2 separate regions of the Sus scrofa genome follow, and region 1 is linked to region 2. The links are chromatin contacts, called in public promoter capture Hi-C maps. All regions are on one chromosome and are shown on one strand. The core of a region is the stretch at or near the end of the contact, and the rest is flanking DNA. Distances in the headings are between cores, read along the strand shown. Region 1 holds the start of ELK4 (ETS domain-containing protein Elk-4). Region 2 holds the start of NUAK2 (NUAK family SNF1-like kinase 2).

Region 1 (5,350 bases), core at 1,820-4,319, 310 kb before region 2:
TATAAAATGGTGTTATATTTACACACACATATGCTCTGGTATACTTTATTTTTCTTTTCTTTCACTGCTTTTTAGGGCTGTACTTGTGGCATACGGAGGTTCCCAGGCTAGGGGTTGAATCAGAACTATAGCTGCCGGCTTATACCACAGCCACAGCAACACCAGATCCCAGCCACATCTGTGACCTACACCACAGCTCACGGCAGCACCGGATCCTTAACCCACTGAGTGAGGTCAGGGAGTGAACCCACAACCTTATGGTTCCTAGTCGGGTTTGTTTCCACTGAGCCACTATGGGAACTCCCCACTGGTATACTTTAAATCATGTCTAGATTATTTATAATACTTAATACAATGTAAATGCTTAGTAAATAGTTGGCATGCAGCAGAGTCAAGTTTGGCTCTTTGGAAAATTCTGGAATTTTTTTTCTAGTATTTTTGATCCTCGATTAGTTAAATCTGTGAACATGGAACCCCTGGATACAGAGAGATGACTGTACTAACTTGGGGTAAAGATGAGGCAGTGAAGTAGAAGAGAGGGAAGGGGAAGTTGCCTTAAGAGGAAATGAACATAACTTCTTATTGGGGTAAGAAATGCAACCACACAGGGAACTATATAACTAATCACTTGTGATGGAATGTGATGGAGGATAATGTGAGAAAAAGAATATATGTATATATAGCTGGATCACTTTGCTGTACAGCAGAAAATGTCAGAACACTGTAAATCAACTATAGCAAAACATTTTTAAAAAAGAAATGTAAGTAAATTAGGGGCACTGGGGTGGCTGGGCTGGGACAACTGTAAAGGTTAAACACACAATCTAGGGCAGATCAGGCAGAAAACATGTGTGTAAACAGTCAATAAAATCTACAAATTTTAGGAGTTTCCGTCGTGGCTCAGTGGTTAACGAACCCGACTAGGAACCACGAGGTTGCGGGTTCCGTCCCTGGCCTTGCTCAGTGGGTAAAGGATCCGGCGTTGCCGTGAGCTGTGGTGTAGGTTGCAGAAGCAGCTTGGATCCCGAGTTGCTGTGGCTCTGGAATAGGCCGGCGGCTATAGCTCTGATTCAACCCCTAGCCTGGGAACCTCCATATGCCACAGGAGCAGCCTAAGAAATGGCAAAAAGACCAAAAAAAAAAAAAAAAAAAAAAAAAACCCTGTACAAATTTTATGTGAGATAGCCCTGGGTAGCGAAGGCTAAGAATGGGAATTCATCTATTTGCTGGGAAAATGACCAAACAAGATAGCAAAAAAGCACAGTCTTTTTGGTTGACCAACATACATGCCATGGAGTTTGCAAAAACAGAACCATCTGTTGTGTGAGGAACCATGGAGAGAGATTCTATATTTACAGAATCCTGAGTGGGAAAACCAGGCACATTAATGGACTTTTTAATTTCAATGCACTCCTCTGAAATCCACTTTTCTTCTAGTTTCTCTGCTGTCAACATACAGTGTGTTTAAAAAACAAACAAGACAAAACAGAAAACCCAATCAATTTGAAAGCACACAGACTTGCTATGACTAATTTAGGAACTCCCAAAGTAGGCCCTTTTCCAAAAACACCTCAGAATTGACAATACTGTCAGCCCAGTCTACAGGGTTATGATACAACTACAGACCCTGAGGCTAAATCAGATGTTTACTGCTAGTTTGGGCACAGCAGGGTAGTCTGCAGAGAAGCTCTGAATGCTTAGCTGTTCCAAAATCTTTAACTGGCTTTAAAATAAAATCTTCCTATAAACAAATGTTTCTATTGGGTGCATCTTAAAAAGTCTACCTTAAAAATTCTTATTTCTGGAGTTCCCTGGTGGTTCAGTGGGTTAAGGATCTGGTGTTGTCACTGCTGCAGCTCCGGCCACTGCTGTGGCTCAGGTTTGATCCCTGGCCCAGGAACTTCTGTAAGCCAAAGGCGTGCTCCCCCCCCCCCCAAATCATATTATTTCCTTTTGGTTTCTAAAATGGAAGTTGTTGCAAGGAAAAAACTTGTAGCAGGGGCCAAAACTGCTAGTGCTTTTCAGATATTTCGTGTTCCTTTTAAAACACATCTTAATGAAAATAAGTTTACGATCCTTGGGTAAAATTATTTTAGAAGGGTTAACATCTTCAGAGGGCCGTTGCTTTTCCACGAATAACTGTGTATCACAATTACTCTGTATTATGGTGGAGGAGGTTGGAAATGAAAGGAAGTGATGACTCTTTTCCAAAAGCCTTCAAAGGGATGATAGGATCCCATTTCACTCAGTGAGGTCAACTAATTTCACCACGAATTCAATTGTGGGAATGAGGAGGAGGCAAAATAAATGACGTCACTATTTATTGGGTGTCCACTATGTGCCAGGTAAAATAAAATCACATTTTCTCAGCAATGCCGCACGTTATTTCCGTTTTACATAAGGGGACTGAGGTTCAGAGAGGTTAAGCAATTCACTGCAGGACACACAGCTAGTACATGACCAGGAAAAACAGAGTCTAAGACTTTGGTCTGTCCTTGATTTCCTGTTAAATGGGATATGTAATCCATTTCTTGGAGGTTTTGTTTAGCTGTCTCCACCTTCTGTTGATAAATTCTTCAAGGAGTTTCTCTTATCAAGTGTGACCTGGTTTCTTAAGAATTGTACTTAATGAGAACCTATGCGCTGGACACTCTGAGAAGTCACCTATGTACTTTATCTCTTTTAATCATTAAACCCTAAGAGATTGGGTTCTCTCCATTTTACATATGATGAAACCGTTTGGAGTTAAAGAAAGTTGCTTAAGATTGCCAAGTTAGTGAGAAGTGGAGCTACGACTGAATGTCTCTTGACTCCAACGCCAGAACGAGCTTTCCCAGCGAAAGTTCGGGTCGCGCGCCTCGGCAAATACTTAGCAACTGTTTAGAAGACCGGCGGACAGTGCAAAGCAGGGAACCCCAGGCGGCGCCCTCGCAATGCCTATCCCCGCACCCCGGCCCCCCAAACCCGGAAAGGGGGCGGGGGCGGCTGGCAGCGCCCCTCTGCAGCCCGCCCCTCCCTTCCCGCCCCCGGAAGTGACGCGCGGCGGCTCCGGCGTCCGGGAGGGGCCCAGACGCTACTCGGGGGGGTTTGAGAGTGGCGGCGGCCGCGGAGCTACAGGCAAGCCCGGCAGCGGCGAGAACGCCCCAAGCGCGCGCCCGGCGAGTAGCGGCCTCGACGACCCACGCCGCCGCCGCGTGCGGGGGCGGGGAGGGCGGGGCGCGAGACGCCGCGGCGGGTGCGGCGGCGGCTACAGGAGATGCGGGAGGCTGCGGACACCCGGCGGGCTCTGCTCGGCCGCCGCCGCCTTCTCCGGCTCTGCCGCGAGAGTCGCAGCGGCTGCTGCGCCGTCTTCGAGTTCCCAGCGTGAGGAGGAGGCGGCGGGCGGAGAAGAGCATCGTGTTCGAGGCGGAGACTCGGAGGGAGCCACGCGCGCGGCCTCGGTGAGCGGCCAGCCTCGCGCGCCTCATTTACCCCGAGCCCCCGTCTGGGTCTCGCGGCCGCTGCCTCCAACCGCAGAGAGCGCGGGCGGGGGCGAGGGGCTCGCGACACAACAGGAAGCGAGCGGGCGGGGGCGGGAGCGGGGTTGAGGCGCGCGCTCCCCTGGGGACCCGCCCCCAGCCCGCCCTGCCCGCTCCAGTGGCCCCAGCCCAGAGGCGCGCAGGTGGACGCGGCAGCGCCCCGTTCTCTTCGCCCCTTATTTGGTCCCGCGAGGTCCTCTGGTTAAAAAGGTGGCAGTGGGTTGCTTTTTTTGTTTTTTTGTTTTTTTTCCTTGGGGCGGGGGGAGGGCAACAGGGGAGCGATTCTGACTTTCTGTAGTGACAGGAAGTTGGAAAGTGAAAGTACGGTAATTCAGTGCTTACCCAGGCACGGTGAGGTTGCGGCTCTTCCCCGGGACTTTGATCTCCTCGGGGGCACACGGTCATCCGCGTCTCTTCCTCTCCCCAAGCTCGCTGTTCATCCGGTGTCAAGTTTCATTTCTTTAACTGCTTCTCTCCAGCAAACCTCCTCCCCCTTTACTTTCCGATTAATATACAGCTGCCGCAAGGCTGGTGGCTTCTTCATTCTTCGGAACTGTCTTTTAAGAGCTGAATATTAACTGGCCTTGGCGGGAAAGAAGGGGCAGTCTTGATTGAAGTAGTCGAAAGATAGAGTTGGCTTTTTCCCAGGCTATCACTGTTTGAAGTTCGGGGCATTTAAGTAAAGACCCTGGAGTTTTATTCCGAATCAGAACGGTTCGCGCATCTCTTTGGTTGGTGGATCAGGTCCTCCCTCCCCCTTTGCCATCTCCCACTTACCGCCCCACTGCGTGGAAAACTTGGTGCTGCACTATTTAAGAGTGTCGGTAGTGTTTTAGTTACAACGTATTGTGGTTCTATCTTCCCTTCTCAGGAACTCTCTCTTGACTTTTATTTCAACATTAAAACTGCGTTAAGTGGAATCCATTTAGGGAACTACTGTTTTTAAGTTTAATGGTAACAGTACACTTTTAATATTCTGTTAGTGTAGGATACACAAGGTACTTTTTGACAACGACGATGGTTTTACCTCAAAATTAGTCTTGATACATGTCATAATTGGTTGTTTTATTGAAGCAACCTTCTGAATTTGGAGACATGTATTTTTTGGGTCTTAGCTACTGTTTCTGAAAAATAGTTGGGCTGTGGGGTCACCACAGCAACTAGGCTATGTGTATTGTAAACATGTTTAGGGTGGAAAAGGTTTCATTTAATAGAGACTTCCTTTCCCTAGTGAATTCCTCAGCATGGTCCTTTCATTTTAGCACAGGGATTAATCTCCTATCTTTGAAGCGTTATGTTAGAATCAGTTGTATTTTCCACATTTAACCTCTGAAGAATCAGTTTCCTTCTTTTGGATCAGTTAAGTATTTCTCTCCCACATTATACTTCTAAAAACACTTTTAAAAATGTAACTTTGGGGGAAAATACTGTAATTGTAGAAACACTGAGATTTTTGTGAGAAGAAAAATAAAGGATTTGGGGTTTTTTTGACTGAAGATAACAAAAATAAAAGTGTATTTTTTTACTTTTTTTCACCTTTGTATTTTTAAATAATTGTTTTCTGTAACTTTTTTCCTTTTATTTTTTTATGGCTGAGGAAATCTCTTTTATGGCTAAGAAATTCCATCTTAATAGCACACTTGTAGGAACTAAAATGAAGAGGTTCTACTTAACTATATGCCCAGTGGTTCACCACTCTTTCTTTTTTTTCCCCCCCACTTTTTATAATTTTTTTTTCCATTATAGCTAATTTACAGTGTTCTGTCAATTTTCTACTGCACAGCAGGGTGACCCAGTCACACATACATGTATACGTTCTTTTTTCTCACATT
Region 2 (5,701 bases), core at 744-3,243:
CCAGCACCTAGTGGGCACCAGTATTTGTAGAATGACTAAGTGATTGGTAAAAGGCCATCAAAGGGGTTGGTGTCCATCAGGACTAAAATTCGTGTCTCAACACTCAGCCCTGTGCTTGCTCTTTATTACCCATGCTTCCTCTTGACAGCCCTAATCTATCTGGATGGCCCCAGCTACCTGGACCCTAGGAATGATGTAGATCTAATTGGGGAAAGGAGACAGGTGATCAGGGGAACTGTCCCCTGGGCCTCATTCTCTTTTCACGGGTAACCCAGAGCCAGAGGGGAGGCTGGGGAGAGAAGAGTGCCAAACCGGCTACCACCTCCTATGACCTTCAAGATTTGGGGAAAGAGATTGGTTTCCTGCATAAGAGTGTCCTCTTCTGCCACAAAGGAGGCAAAGGGCCCCATTCTCCATCCCTAACTCACAATAGAAAGGATCAAAGGATCAGTAGAAGTAGGAAAGTAGGCAGATGCTAAATACAAAATTCAATCCCTGAGGATCTGGTCCTTCTTGATCCTCAGGGCATCCTGAATACACAGCTGGAGGCACCATCCTTCTGGTGCTTGTGAATCCCATCTCTGCCAGTTTCTCACCAGTTGTGTGGTCTTGACAGAATAATACCTCCTTCATAGGAGTGGGCTACCATGAAGCCTCAAGGAGAAATGTTCCTTTCTCCCCACACTCTCCACATTTAAAGGAAGAAGGGGAGCCTACGGATATTCTCATTTCACTCTAAATGACACTCAGAATGGGGATTCTGGACCTGGGGATTCTGCCCCAGGTCTTAAAAACCAAGCCACACCTCATGATCTACCTGGCTCCAAAACCACAGAAAGAAAAACTTAGGTGGGCAGCTATTTACTGGTTTAACAACACAAGTTGTATAGGAGGAGTGTATTGTATTTTTTAAATGTTTCCCGGAGTTCCCATCGTGGCTCAGCAGTAACAAGCCTGACTAGTATCCATGAGGATGCAGGTTCAAACCCTGGCTTTGCTCAGTGGGTTGAGGATCCGGTGTTGCTGTGAGCTGTGGTGTAGCTCAAAGACAAGGCTCAGATCCCACAGGGCTGTGGTATAGGCCAGCCTCTGTGGCTCAGATTCAACCCCTAGCCTGGGAAATTCCATATGCTGTGTGCGTGGCCCTGAAAAGACAAAAAAAAAAACAAACATAGCAATGAATAAATATCTCCTTTTGGCTCTCTCTACCTCCTTCCAACATTTCATAAATTCTACCACATTTTGAGAATTTGGTACTTCTACTCAGCCCTAGAAGCCTTCTTTGGTGAAGTACTTTTTGGAACCACATTTTGGGGATACAATTAAGGTTGATCCAACTGAGGAGAGGTGAACTCAAGAACCCTGGAACAGCTCTCCATCAGCCCTTCCTCTTGACTGCAGTCTGTCTCCATCCCATTCCGTCCCTCCTTCCTCCTTATGGCCTTATCCAAGTGGTTAAGTGACTGTATAGATTTCTGCTAGAAAGAAGCAAAGCTCTCAGAACGGAGAAACACGTTGGAGACTTCTAGTACTGTCATATTGCCCCTTGCTAACTGAGAACAGCAAATAGAAGGGGAACAGGTGGCTCTAACCAGGACCAAGAGGTTCTCAGAAGCAAGAGCAGTTTCAGGGGCCCTCAAAGGTTCCGGACCCCAGTAGCGTCAACAGCAGTAGCCTCTCCCCTCCCCCCCTCCGAGTAGCCGCCACTGTTGTCCACTGTTCCTTTGCCTGCCCCTCAGGGGCCCAGGTGGGCGGGGCTCCATTGACACCTTTCCCTGCGGCGCGGAGGGGAGGAGGCGTGGCCGGAGCCAGGGAAGCCAGTGTGGGCGGCCCTGGTTACACGCAGAAGGGAACTGGCCAATGGATGGACACTGGGGGGCGTGGCCAGAGCCTCCGGCTTGGGGCGTTTATAACAACTTGGAATGCGGCGCCTGGTCGTGCGCGCTGGTGTGGCCGTGGGTTCCCGGCCGGGGTGTAAGACGGGTTCCCCAGCTCTACCTCTCCCCGTGCAGCCAATTCCCCCTCTGCCCTCGCTCACCTGCTCGCCATGGAGTCCTTGGCTTTCCCCCGGCGCCTCGGCCCGGGTCCCTCGGCCACCGCTGCCCTGGCAGCGGAGCTTGTTCGGCCTTTGGCCGACGGGCTCCTCAAATCGCCCAAACCCCTGATGAAGAAGCAGGCGGTGAAGCGGCACCACCACAAGCACAACCTGAGACACCGCTACGAGTTCCTGGAGACCCTGGGCAAGGGTACCTACGGGAAAGTGAAGAAGGCTCGGGAGAGCTCGGGGCGCCTGGTAAGTGCACTTCCCTGTCCCGGCGCGCCGTGCCGGGCTCCGGGGCTCTTGGGGTCTCGGGGCTTGGCCGCCAGCGGAGGGTGATGGAGGGTGGGACGAAGGCTAGTGCCTTGCTCCGTGGAGGGGCCCGCATTGTCTTTACTGCACCAAGGTTGCGTATGTGTATGGGTTGCTGGTGGTGTCCGCTGTAGTTCTTCTCTCTGATATTGCAGTGCTAATGGTCATGGACCTGAGAACCCCAACAGCTCAGCATATGATGATTGCCAAATGAGTGAGGCGGGGCGCATAGAGGACGAGGAATAGTGTTCTGTCTTGGGATGAGAAAGCTCCTAAAGAACGAAAATGGGTTTTAAGTGGAATTTTTGCTGGTAACAGACTATCTATCCAATAGACTGGGATGGGAAAGGAAGTAGAAAACACCTGATCTTAGAAGGAGGTTAGTAAAAGTGTGTCGTTGAGTACATGAATGAGGTAACTAATTCCTCAATTAAGTGTGGATAGTTCCGCAGCCCAGCACACTATGGAGATTACCCCCCACACACCACCACCCCATCAGGGGGTGCTAGTGAATTTGACCTTTAGGCCCTTTCCAGCTTTAAGACTGAGTCCAACTTTCATTATGATGGGTTTTTAATTCTGAGAATATGAAACCAAGCTCTGGTGCAAAGTCCACTGTGCGCCTCAGGATACCTTTGGGACTGGGGCCTTTTCAGGTATATGTCTTATTAATTTGGAGGGGGTGTATATATTCTGTGAGCAATTCACTTTATCTCTATGCGCTTGTTTCCCCTTCTGCAAAAATGAAATAAAATAGTCTCAGTCATGGATGCTTATGAGGACCGAATGAGATACAAATATGAATTTAAATTGTTCCTGAGATTGAGAACTGATATTTATATCTGGAAAAGAAGGCCAGCCCTGAAAGGATGGCAAGTTTCACCAAGTTAACAGTGGTTCCCAAACTTGAGTTTATGTACACAGGAATCACATGGGTGCTTGTTTAATAATTCCCTGCTTCCACGCTCAGAGGATTTTACTCAGAAGGTCTGGAAGGGGCCAAATCATCTATATTATAACAAGGCTTTTAGGGCAGGTGGTTTAGGGATTGTTTTGCCAAATCCAGTTGCATGCTGGGTGTGAGATGTGCCTGGATGTGTGTGTGCCCGTGTGTGTGGCCATGGTTTGCCTTATCAGCTATGGCAGCAGTCACCTCCCCAGATTGTTTGCTTTTGCAGCCAGTAGCTGGTTTGAAATTCGAGAAGTCATTTCATTGGCGAAGGAGAGTGGACTCTGGGGAAAGGAGACTGGATTATGGCCCCATCAATAGGACCGAGTATGTTTTTCCTGCTAACGCCTGGCACAGTCCCCAGTTGCCCGCTGCCAGGTTACAGCTATTGGGCAATCATGTACTTCCTGGCTTTCCTTTTCATTCCCTTTCTATAAAGTGTGAGGGCCTCGTCAGGCTCCAGGCTTGAGACTGCTGGGCTCAGGCTTTGTCAGGGGCTCAGCTGGAGGATAACTGCTTGTGGCTTGTGCCTCTTTTGGGGGACAGACTGGATTGGGGGAACTGGGATGGCCTGGAAACTGAGACTGAAGTTCAGAAATCCCACTGAGTTCTTGACCTAGGTCGCTGCATGTGTGTGTGTGTGTGTGTGTGTGAGTGAGAGAGAGAGAGAGAGTGAGGGAGAGAGAAAAAGAGAGATCTCATTGATTCTGGAGTGAGAGAAACCAGCTTTCAGTTTTCAAACCTCATTGGCTGTAGGCAGGGATTCCAGCTCTTATTACATCAGAACAGAGAGAATTCAGAAGGTGCTCTCTGGCCACTTGTACACAGGGAGCCAAGACCAGTAGGAGTGGGAACCTGCCCTAAAGCTCCCTGATCCATAGACGTGCCCCCACCCCACCCCCCGCAACCTTGCCATACTTCTGCTGGGAATCTGCTCAGGGTCTCCCTCCTCCTTGGAGAGCAGCTCCCAACCCTCATGTTTTCTCAGTCTGGGGAGGAGTCCTCTTCTCCACCCCACCCCCATTCCTGCCTCTTCACTCTTCTCCCTGAAGAGGGACCCACCTGGTGCCTTGGGATCTTCAGTGGGGGACGGGGTGTGGGAGCAGCCCACCACCTCCCTCAAAGTGAACGGAGGTTGTTGAGGGGGGACTAGGTTCAGAGGAAAGCCTGCGGGGTGGGGTGTCTTCCATCCCATTTTCTCTCCGCTACATTTCCTATCCCCAGCCTTGCCCAGATGAGATTATCAGGGGCAGATGGGATTGTCTAGAGGGAGGGGCGGGCGGGCAGGACTAATGGCTGCTCCAGGAGGGCATTAAAGGAAAAACAAATATTTGCTCTGGATCTGCTAGCTCGGAGGACGTTCCTGGTATCCAGATGACATTTCCTCTTGTGATTCTTGTAGCTCTCCTGACCACGCCTCCCCCCTCAAACGAAAAACACCTGCTGGGGTCCCTGCAGTGGTGGAGTCTACAAAGGCCTTTAGGATGGTCTGCCTGGAATTCTTTTTTTTTTTTTTTTTTGGTCTTTCTGCCATTTCTTGCACCACTCCCGCGGCATGTGGAGGTTCCCAGGCTAGGGGTCAAATCGGAGCTGTAGCCACTGGCCTACACCACAGCCACAGCAACATGGGATCCGAGCTGCATCTGCAACCTACACCACAGCTCATGGCAACGCCAGATCCTGAACCCACTGAGCAACACCAGGAATCGAACCCAAAACCTCATGGTTCCTAGTCAGATTCGTTAACCACTGAGCCACAACGGGAACTCCTGCCTGTTATTCTTACCTCCACAAGGAGCATAAGGGGAAGCCAAATGGGCAGGGGTGCTACTGTCTCATTTATACATTGGATGGCTACATGGGATTTTAGAATGTTTGAGAATGACTGAGAGTCTGCTTCCCTCATTGACAGATGGGAAAACTGAGGCCAGGGAAGGCAGGTGACTTGTCCTATGGCTGGTGAATGGCAAGCCTGCAACCTAAGCTGCTGACTTGAGCACCGCAGGCACTAGATGACCAACACCGAGTCTGGGAGTTGGCTTTGAGCTGAGCCCAGGCTTGCCAGTGTGCTTTGTCATTCCAACAGACTGCCTTTCCCAGAGCTCCAGGCACGCTGAGGGTGGGAGGAGCCACAGGGAACAGCCCCCACCCCCACATGCACACTGACTCTCTTGAGGGATCCTGAGTGGGTGAACTATACAGTACATTAGAGGCTCAGACTTTGTCAGGAAGACTGCTCAGCTCAGCATCAGCGTGCAAGCCGTCCAAATCCTGGCTCTCCTGCTCCGTAGCCTTGTGACCTGTCCATATCTCAGTTTCCTCATCTGTAAAGTGGGGATTATAATAATTCCTACCTCGTGGGGTTCTCATAGGATTAAATAAGATAACATATGCAAGTACTC

The links. Promoter capture Hi-C pulls out the DNA fragments that hold promoters and counts their contacts.
Region 1: a promoter capture Hi-C map of liver shows a contact between it and region 2, with 4 times the contacts expected there. The contact joins the promoter of ELK4 here to the promoter of NUAK2 in region 2. A contact is called at or near these places in 1 of 5 promoter capture datasets (liver) and 1 of 47 Hi-C or Micro-C datasets (liver).

The regions. Positions count from the first base shown.
Region 1 is chr9:66,313,958-66,319,307 of Sscrofa11.1, reverse strand. ELK4 (ETS domain-containing protein Elk-4) reads left to right here and starts at 3,069. Exons shown (of 5, transcript XM_003357396.4): 1 at 3,069-3,440. LOC106504941 (a long non-coding RNA gene) reads right to left here and starts at 3,967. Exons shown (of 4, transcript XR_001298900.2): 1 at 3,861-3,967.
Region 2 is chr9:65,997,957-66,003,657 of Sscrofa11.1, reverse strand. NUAK2 (NUAK family SNF1-like kinase 2) reads left to right here and starts at 1,993. Exons shown (of 8, transcript XM_003357391.4): 1 at 1,993-2,293. The coding sequence starts at 2,048.